Regions from separate parts of the Mus musculus genome. Here all the other regions are linked to region 2. The links are chromatin contacts, called in public HiChIP or PLAC-seq and promoter capture Hi-C maps. All regions are on one chromosome and are shown on one strand. The core of a region is the stretch at or near the end of the contact, and the rest is flanking DNA. Distances in the headings are between cores, read along the strand shown.

Evidence for each region. HiChIP or PLAC-seq counts read pairs in DNA pulled down with a chosen protein or histone mark. Capture Hi-C pulls out chosen DNA fragments and counts their contacts.
Region 1: an H3K27ac HiChIP or PLAC-seq map of hepatocytes shows a contact between it and region 2, with 3 times the contacts expected there. The contact joins two enhancer-like sites. A contact is called at or near these places in 5 of 39 promoter capture datasets (the C10 cell line, cranial neural crest, frontonasal cranial neural crest and 1 more), 3 of 484 Hi-C or Micro-C datasets (all in liver), 1 of 115 datasets of contacts at active chromatin or transcription factors (hepatocytes) and 2 of 9 other capture datasets (adipose tissue and pancreatic islet).
Region 3: a promoter capture Hi-C map of liver shows a contact between it and region 2. The contact joins two enhancer-like sites. A contact is called at or near these places in 1 of 39 promoter capture datasets (liver), 1 of 115 datasets of contacts at active chromatin or transcription factors (hepatocytes) and 2 of 9 other capture datasets (liver and pancreatic islet).

The regions. Positions count from the first base shown.
Region 1 is chr2:109,931,170-109,934,334 of GRCm38.p6, forward strand. The region is part of intron 1 of Lgr4 (leucine-rich repeat-containing G protein-coupled receptor 4); the gene reads left to right. Among named protein-coding and RNA genes, the nearest start is that of Lgr4, 15 kb to the left of the region's middle. Within about 2 kb of position 1,557, at least 35 of the 459 cell types and tissues checked have an H3K27ac peak or open chromatin away from gene starts, as enhancers often do. A contact at or near this core is called in hepatocytes and liver, where this site is marked.
Region 2 is chr2:110,318,146-110,321,425 of GRCm38.p6, forward strand. Gm30319 (a long non-coding RNA gene) reads left to right here. Exons shown (of 5, transcript XR_003953886.1): 2 at 765-851. Among named protein-coding and RNA genes, the nearest start is that of Bbox1, 14 kb to the left of the region's middle. Within about 2 kb of position 1,321, at least 5 of the 459 cell types and tissues checked have an H3K27ac peak or open chromatin away from gene starts, as enhancers often do. A contact at or near this core is called in hepatocytes and liver, where this site is marked.
Region 3 is chr2:110,003,442-110,006,761 of GRCm38.p6, forward strand. Lgr4 (leucine-rich repeat-containing G protein-coupled receptor 4) reads left to right here. Exons shown (of 18, transcript NM_172671.2): 12 at 13-78; 13 at 1,110-1,181; 14 at 3,063-3,134. Among named protein-coding and RNA genes, the nearest start is that of Ccdc34, 13 kb to the right of the region's middle. Within about 2 kb of position 1,415, at least 20 of the 459 cell types and tissues checked have an H3K27ac peak or open chromatin away from gene starts, as enhancers often do. A contact at or near this core is called in hepatocytes and liver, where this site is marked.

The sequences.
Region 1 (3,165 bases), core at 307-2,806, 390 kb before region 2:
GAAGTTTGTACTTTTAAAAGAAAATTATGTAGCATCCTTTTGATTCATGACAACTGCTCTGATACCCTGAAGACAGGTGCAGAAGTGACCATTATAAAACATTTTACCAACAGTGAACTCTTTGGATTGTTTGGGTATCTGTGTTTGAAAAGTATGAGTTTTGAAAAAAAAAATGGAGTTTTGGTGAGGAATTGCTGGATCTGCCTTCTGCATTAGGCATGTTTTATGTGCTGACTATAATTTCTAAAATAGGCATTTAGGTCCCATCTAAAGGGTTCGTATTTTATGGCTTAGCAAAGTGAGATTTGTAAGGATTAGGTAATTTGCTCAAACATCCATACTTAGTGAGTGTTGGTTTGGATGCTCGGGCGCTCTGTACTCATTTGCTCCTCTGTGCTGTTTGCTTGGGTGTTTGATAGTTTATCATAAGAGTAAAGAGTGGGGGAAAATGTCAGGGCTGGTGAGATGGCTCGGTGGTAAGGGCACATGCCATCAGACCTTACATACAGCCCGAGTTCCATCTGTGGAACCCACACGTAGGAGGGAGAGAAATAACTCCTTCTTGCAAGTTGTCCCTGGATGTCACATGGGAGCCATGGCACAGGGCATGCACAGGTACACAAGCACACACCCATGGCACAGGGCATGCACAGGTACACAAGCACACACACAAAAGAAGTGTTAAAAAAAAGCGCAAAGTTTTAGGTTATTAGAGGAAAAGAAAGCATTCTCTAAAGCCCCTAAAACACCCCTACACATCTGTATTTGTGGGAGACTGACTGGATTAGGGCACCTAGTGTTAACATCTTTGCACTCATGTGTATGATGCAGGCTTTTATTTGTAGCAGATTTTTTTTTGTTTTGTTTTGAGAAGTATCAGCCTCTCTCATTTTCACTCCCTCTCACTCTAACTCCTGCTTTTTATTTATCTGCATTCAAAAGACTTGACCTCAGAGGGAAGACGTGGGAGGGGTGGGGGACTGAGCAAGATCAAGGTACAGTAAGGTACAGTGTATGTGTGTATGAAAATATCATAATGAGGTCTGTTCTTTTGTACAGCAGATATCTGCTAGTAAATGTTTAAAGGAAACAAAACCTGAGGGAATGCAGAAGTCTGATGTTGAGCACCAGCAGAGAGCCCCAGTCACTGGATAGTGAGTGGGCATTTTGACTGACTTCCTCTCTTACCGTGTATATGTGGTATAAGAGGGTCGCGGCTGCTGCAGACTCACTCTTCTGTTTCTCAAGGAGCAGGTCTCTCAGTGTGCTGCTTTAAAGCGAAGCCTTGAGGGAGACGAAAACCGGAGTGTGCGGTGGGGCGCTTTCCTATAGCTGCCCCTTTTCACTCACTGGAATTTCCTGTCTCTCCTGGGGAAGATGTTTTTATAGGGAAGTCAGCATAAAAGCGAATCACCCATGAGCCTTCCCCCCGCCCCCCGGGGGCATTTCATTTACTCAGCTTGGGATTAATTTAGTTGGTACTCTTTAGTTGACTTGAGCACTGTGTTTGTTGATAGTGTGAGCTGATGTTTATTAAGCTGTTAATATTTTACAGACTTCATGAGTTCCGGTTGGATCTATGCACACTTTCTCCTTTAGCAGCAGGGCTATTCATGGTAGGGTCTGTGGTCATGATTTCAGAGTTTTGGTGATTGCCAGCGCCATCCTGGAGAGCCATTTGCTTGCTGATTCTAAAGGTGCTTTTTTTTCCCCCCTTTTCTTTCTCTCTCCTGGAAGTGTTAACTTTTGTTTGTTTGTTTGTTTTTGTTTCACTTACATTACATTGGCCTGAAGAGGTCTGCAGTCTCTCTGGCTTTTCAGAGAAATCCTTGCCATCTTCCTGCTGTTAACTTGCTCGTTACGAATGTCACCGCGTGTTTCCCATGTGGTGTCCGTGGCTCTCCTAATGACACTCACTCTCTGATAGATGTTCTCTTGACCATTTATAAAACCCAGAAGCCTAATGGGGTGTGCTTGTGTGAGGGCTGCCATCACAGGGGAGGAGAGGCGCAGCTTTGCAGGAGGACCTGTTGGGCTTGACTCATAAGATCAGAGGATAGCCAGGCCTGGGGCTTCATACCTGCAGATCTGGAGGTCACCTGCAGTACTAAAGCCAGAGCGGCTACAGAGACTTCAGTCCTTCCCAAAAAGGAAAGGAAAGGAAAAAGCCAAGCCAAGCCAGGGTTATTTGGTTGAGTGAGTTTTACACCACTGTCTTCCAGTGCTGTCCTGCAGGAGATGAATCACCCCCCTCACCTGTCTTAGATATTTGGAAACATTCATTTCGTAGAGCAGGAGTTACTTCTGGAGAGGGTTTTGTTTGGTCCACTGCTTGACATGTCCTGAGCCAAGTAGATTGTGGATTACAAAGGGGCCTGAAAGATCACATAGTGCGGTGAAAGTGAAGCCCCGTTTTTTATATAAGTTCCACTCTTCCCACATGAAGACATTCCTTGAGAAAGATAAGTCAGTGTCTTTCTCTTTCCCCCCTCCTCCCCCTGCGCGCGCACACACACACACACACACACACAGAGAGAGAGAGAGAGAGACACACACACAAAGCATGCAGGCATACACGGACAATGCCCTTACAGGCATATGTTTACATCTACCTGTTTGTAGTCTTGATTTTTTTTTTTTTTCTGTACTAAAGCTTTGGATTACGTAAGTTATCATCATCCTTTTGTTAGTGTTTGCTTCCTTCAGAACTTCCATTCCAGTCCCTCTCAGTGCACCTTTAAAGAACTGGAGGACCTGAGCTGGGAGCTGGGCCTGGTGGATTATAAATTCAGGCACTTGGGAAGCGGAGGCAGAAGGATGTGAGCTCAAGGCAACTTGGACTGTATATGTATAGAAAGGTACTATCTCAGAAAAAAATAAAAAGGAAGGGTGTGAGGAGGAGAAAGAAGGGGGGAAAGAAGATAGTTTATCTGGTTCCCATTCCCTTTCACAGGTGAGAAAGCCGTTTCTGTAACTTTCCCAGGACCATACTCAACCCTCAGAGTAAGTCAAGAGCAGGAACTGAGAGGTCATCAGAGAGGGTGTCCTCTTAGAGCTGGTAACTCTCCAGCATCTAGTGAGACTTCTTTCTGACTCGTGCTGTTACAGCTTGTGCTGCCAGATAGATGGTAAATGCGTTTCCCTTGTTTTTCCAGCCTGGTCCTT
Region 2 (3,280 bases), core at 71-2,570:
GGACCAAGCCTCAATCCTATAGAGTAAAAAGCCCAAGCTCAAGATTTGAAATTCCACCAATCTCTTGATTTGCCCTAAGCTCTCAACTTGAAATCTCACCAATCCCTTTCCTGGAAATACCCGCACCCAGGAAACCCTATATAAACTGTCTTTTGCTCTATTCTCTTGCCCAAGCAGAGGCAGCCACCCTCCTGGGTTCTTTTCTCCCAATAAGTCTTTTGTATGAGGTTCGGTGTGTGGTATGATTTTGTGGTATTTCTTGGCTCCCCATTGATAGGATACTTTACCCTTCAGAGTTGTAATTCTTTGGGGAAACCTTCCTCAGCTGGAGCAGAGCTGTAACACTTTGGAAAACCTTTTACCACCTGGCCTGGAGCAGAACTATAACCAGGGAAGCCTTAGAGCTGTAACACTTACCAGAAACACCTTTGAGTCTTTCCAATAATAATTACTTTGTGATCAATAACTGTTAGTAGTTATTTTTGAGAATTAAAACTTAATAAGCAAGTTCTGAAATTTTAGTCATTTAACTTTGAAGAATTTTGTGAGAAAAAACCCCCCAGCAACCTGCTAATGAACAAAATGTATTGATATTATGGTTAAAATAGGCAATTTGATGTTTAAAATAGTGTTTCTATATGCAGAAATGTTTGTCTAGGTCATCTGTCAGTGGACTAGGACTTCCACAAGGGCCTTGTGCAGATTTGGCACTGTTCTTACATTAAGCACTCGCAACCAGTAACATGGACCTTGTTCTTCAGCAGGATTCCATCACACCATGACAGAAAGGCTGGTTTAATCTGTTGGACCAAAGGACCTGGCCCAGAGTCTACATCACCTCTCTACTCTAGGTAATGTTATAGAATACAGTACAAGATACACTAGGTTTCTAAAGACTTGTGTATGCTTCTCTGGTCTGTGAGAATTCATTCCCTTTCTTCTGTCCACAGAAGTGCTACACCTTTAGTAGATGTGTGTAAGTTGATAGTCAAGGCCAATCTATATTTATGTGTTATTTAGATAGATGAAGTTAGAGAAATATGGACTCATTTGAATTTCTTAGTGTGTGATGGAAACTGGAATGTGAAGAGATGTGGAAGAATCTAGGATTTCAGGCTTCAGTCTGAGGACTGGGATCTAAAGAATGGTTCCTTCACTACTCTGACAAATTTTGGTCTAGAACATAAAGAATCTTGGAATAAAGGCTATAATGAAGGTACTTTTCAACTTTAAAGGACGGAACATATTTACTAGTCATGTTATATAAACAATGCCATACTAGTAAATGCTTAACTAGAGTCTCTTGGAAAACAAACATGAAAGCAAACATTCACTCCACTGTAGTGTTTGCTGTTTATTGTGATCAAAGATCAAAATGAAGCTAGGCTGACTTATTTTAGTCTACTAACATAATGTTAAATGGAAATTTGGGAAGACTGGTGTATAATTAGTTTTCTCAAACATGTAAGAATTGACTCCAGAGCATTAATGTTTAAATTGTAAGCTTTTGTCCATATGGTATAATGACCTTAATCAGTACTCCTATCATGAGCTCCTAATGCTCCGCCTTAGTGCATAGAAAATACCAGCACACAGCACGCTCTTTTAAACACCTCTCATATAAAAGGTCTGTTAATCATGTGACTCTAGGCACATCATCAATCTACAAATTAATCTGTACTTCACATCTTGCTTGACTAAAGGAGAGAAAGCATTTGAAGAAATCTAGCACAATTCTTGGCACTTTATTTACAACCAATAAATGTTGCTGAAAGAATGAATCATAGGCATCAAGTAAATTTTAATTTTTTTTATTATCATCTTTGGGGAAAATTCAAGCTTTTTAGTTTAAGCTGTTCATAGATGTCTGCAATTTTCTGCATTTGCCTTTAAATCAGAGCCTTTTCTTAGAGAACGCCAGTGGTAGACATCTCATTTTCATGAAGTCCCCAAGGGAGCAAGGCTCACACTGCGTTACTCTTTTTAGAAAGATTGGTAAAATTCCACTTGGCTACATGTCTGTTATCTGAGTCCAGGGAAGGAAAGTTTGTTTTTAGGCTCTGACTTTGTTCTCAGCTGTATTTTGTTTCCCAAGACAGTAACAGAAAAAGGGCTCTGAATTAAAACTTGAGATTTAGTTATTCCGTATGTTGCCCTCTGTGAGGAATGTTTTAAGTTTCGAAAATGAGTGTGTACAAAACAAGGAAGTGCAGAAGATTCAGTGGTGCTCTCAGAAATTTGTCTAATTCCATAAAACCTTCTTTGTGAGAAGTAATTTCTAGGTGTAATTTCTAGCCCATTGGTTGATGAGTTATATAAGCACTGCTGTTTTCTTTGTCTTTTATAGCTGCAGGTATCCAGATTTCAGAGAGGGTTTTTCCTCCTAAATTATTATGTTTCATGGCTGCTTTTCCAACCTTATATGAACAGCTTCTTCATGCTTGATACTTTACCTGACACATAGGAGAATGAATGGCTTCTAAACATGTCAAAGCTCTTGTCTGCGAGTCTTACTTTGCTAGTAAAAACTAGTAATTTCTCCAAAAGAACTTCAAAAAAGGAGAACCCATGATGAGAAAAATAAACATCTTGAAAACTCATTTGGATAGATGGCTGAATGGAAAAGCAGATTTGTAAATATGAACATCATTTTGAAGCAGTCGGGGGAAATCATCGGCAGGTTCACAAATATGATTTGTGACTTGGAAAAGCTTAAGATATTTTCTGATTCAATGATCTGATCTTATAAATGATGAACATGGGATGCTTGCAAGCTAGCATAAAACCAGACGCCATAAGGGAACAATCTAGACATTTCTATTTTTAATATGAGTTAGAATAGGTTGGATATGGTGATAACAGTAATACTGAAACAGCTTAGGGGCTTACCATAGTGAGGGCATTGTTCACATAAGCCTCATTCCCAACACAGGAATCCTGGAGAACCTGCATGATACCCAAGGTTGATGAAATCTCAGTACTTGTGACAGAGCTTGGAAAGCAAGCATGGACAATTATGCATGACGTTTATAGACTCACACTTGCAAGTGACCCATTATAGATCCATTCTCAGTTAATCATGCTTTTCTTGAAGGAGATTAAGACTCTTGTGTTTTTAGAAGGAGAAAAGCTGGAATATTTTTAAATGGTCCAAATATTTGAAAGCCCTTATTAATCATATAATCATAAACAGACTTCAAATGTATTAAGTCATAGATAGGAAGAGCAAACGTGGAACACATTGAGATATAGTAAATTTTACCTTAAAAATAAGATGCTT
Region 3 (3,320 bases), core at 165-2,664, 310 kb before region 2:
TGTTGTTTTTAGGGACTTATCTTATAACGATATAAGAGACCTTCCAAGTTTTAATGGTTGTCGTGCATTGGAAGAAATGTAAGTTGGCCATTTGACTTTGACTTACCTCTTTTTTTTTTTTTTTTTGTGGCTTACTGTTAGTTCACTGATGTGAATTCACCAATAGTGAATTGTTGCAAGAAATCAAAAGTTCATATAGTCAAATGTTTCTGCAAATAAAATGTCCTGTATCTGATGTTTTAGTACAGTGAGCATTTCTTTCATGATTTTTTTTTCTATTACCTGGGAAATGTGTCTTGAAATGAAGTTAATCCAATCTTTATGTTTCTATTATGGAACTGTTTTAAATTTATTTTAAATTTTTTTCCTAGTTCGTTCGCTCTGTAATATCAATAATCTGAGGGTATGTTCTTAGACACAGAACTAATCCTGCTGTCTCTAACAATTGTGATTTCCTGCTAACAAAATAGGCTTCTGGCTATTAGACATTCTATCAGATGTAAGAGAAAGGTAGTTATATCAGAAAACAGAAAAATATACTCTAGCTACTGTGGAAAACAAATCTGATGCCAGAATCCTATATGATGTAGCCAGGGAAGCTCAGGTGGAGCCTGCTCCGATATGAGAAGGAATATTAATACTTTTCTATTTTCTCCTCTCTTTTTCACTTTCTCTTTCCACTCCTCTCCATATTCCTCCCTCCCCTCCCTCCCTCCCCTCCCCTTCCTCCTACGCTCTTCCCTCTCCTCCCTATGCTATATTTTATGCCTGTTTTCAAAGCTTCTCTCACTGTGTCATCTTTCTTCTCTCACATCTTTGTAAGACTGGTGGGAATTTAGATAGGGTACCAGTTAACTCCCAGTATAACTTCAAATGAAGTATCAGTTTAACATTTTCATTTTATAGATAAATTATAGTTTTTACTTTCAACAAGATCAGTATTACATATAAATATGTAAAATTAGAAAAAAATCCAGAATATTATTTTTCAAAATATAATTTTCCTTCTTTCTACAAAGAAAAGTGTTTATTAATTTTTCTCTAACCTACCTCTTTTCTCCCATCCTTTTTTTTTTGTTTGTTTTTTTGTTTTTTGTTTTGTTTTTTAGTTCATTGCAGCGTAATCAAATCTCCCTGATAAAGGAAACTACTTTTCAAGGCCTAACATCCCTAAGGATTCTGTAAGTTTGTGTATGACTACTAATGACAAAAGACCTGTCAAGCTCTAAATTCACATATCATGATTGTTTTAGGTTTACTGTTGCTGTGGTAAAACACCGTGAGAAAAACAACTTAAGGGAGAAAGGGTTGGCTTGGCTCCCAGTTCCAGGTTATGGTTACTGCAGGAATGCCAGGGGCAAGGAATGAAAGAGGCTGGCTGCATGCATTCCACAGTCCAGGGCACACAGATGTCAGTGAATGCCAATAGGCTAGCCTTCTCCACTTGATACAGTCCCAGATTCTCTGCCTAGGAAATGGTGCCACCCACAGTAGATGGGTCTTCACACCTCAATTAATGAACCAAGGGAATCCCCTGTGAAGACACCCACAGGCTGACCTCATCTAGACAATTCCTCACTGAGACACCCTGCTGAAGTGATTTCATACTGTGTCAAGTTGATAATTAAAACTGTCACAACGATTTTCATGTTACTAGCAACACTTTAAAAATGATTGACATTTTATAAACAGCATTTAGCCCTTACCTGTGATACTTCATAAAGAAACTACTTTTGGTATGTCATAGCTCATCGATGATACTGGTCCTCAGCCAATAACATGATTATCATTTCAAAGAAGAAACTTAGTTGATTTCAAGTTTGAGGTTTGGTGCTTCATTAGAGCAAGGGTAGGCTGATCCCCAGCCCATATGCTGACTGCAGCTTGCCTCCAATAGTTATGAACATTGTGGGAACACGGCCAGGCCTCATGTTGATTTAAGCTGTGTTTCTCATGCTGTGGTACAAATGATCATTAGCAGAAGAAACTATGAGATCCAGAAGGTGAAAGGTCTACTCCTTGGCTTTTATACAAAGAAAAGTTTGCTAGCCCTGCTGTGGAGTGCCTGTCTTGTCAAATATGCTTCATTCGAAGCATGTGTACCCATTTAAAACACTTATATTTGAATGCATATTTGTTCCTGGTAGTCTATTAAGCCTGGGAACATGGAAATGACTAAGTTCAGAAAATATAATGCACACAATTTTTAAATATAAAAACATCTTTGAAAAATTGACACAGGAGAAATTACATTGAATGAATCTGCTTTCTTTAGTGGGTCTCTTTTAAGAAATAAAACAGGCTGGAGTTGTGGCTTGGTGTATCTGTCACAAGGCTCTGAGTGCATTCTCCAGGGGAGGGACCAGTTCCTATCTACCACCAGTTTCGAGCACTGATAAATGACAACTAAAAGCTGGTCATTTCTTGAGTTTGTGCTAGGAATTTACCCAGTCTTTTAATTAATGTTAAGGACCAGTTTAAATGTGACACTATTTCTCTGGTTTATGATTGCTATGGTATCAGAATTTGTCAAGGTGTGTCTGAGAAGTAGGGCTAGCTCTGACATTGATAGTTTTATTTCCTGCTCTGGGGAAGAGTGATAGCGGAAGCCCTTTGGAATGCTCTTGTTTGCTTAGTGATTATTTGTCATCTCTTGGGGCCTTACAACTAAGCTTTGAGAAGGCAAACAATATGAAGCCCCGCCCCACCCCCTTTTTCTTTTTAAAAGTTGTCAGGACAGTGTTTTTTCCTGTCCTGGTTAATAGTATTAAAGGCAATACCATATTGTAGTTATTTCAATACTGGTACCAGAAGATAAAGTAGAGAAAATTCACAACTGATTTGAAAGAGATGCGAGCTACAATTACTACTACAGGGAACATATTCTAAAAAGACTTGTAAAAAAGAGACAGTGACTGTAAGGATGTGAAAAATGTTGTTGGGCAAGATGGAAGGTCTTGGTTAAGGGATATTGTGTTACTTCCTCGGAGTCTAAGGTATAGTCTGACTGAAGTTTTGAGTATTTTTGTGAAATAATTAACATGTTGCTCTTGTGATTGCAGAGATCTGAGTAGAAACCTGATTCGTGAAATTCACAGTGGAGCTTTTGCGAAGCTTGGGACAATTACTAACCTGTAAGTTAATGGATGGCTCTGAGCAGTAATACTAGGAAGGTAGTAACCAGTCTACAACAGCTGTAGTCAGGTCAAAATATTTTAGTTCTTTCCTTGCATAAATGCTATGCTATGACGATTTAGTAATAGCTTCTCAGTTGTCAAGACCTGTGCTAGAGCTATCTTTCTAACACATCTAAGCTACAT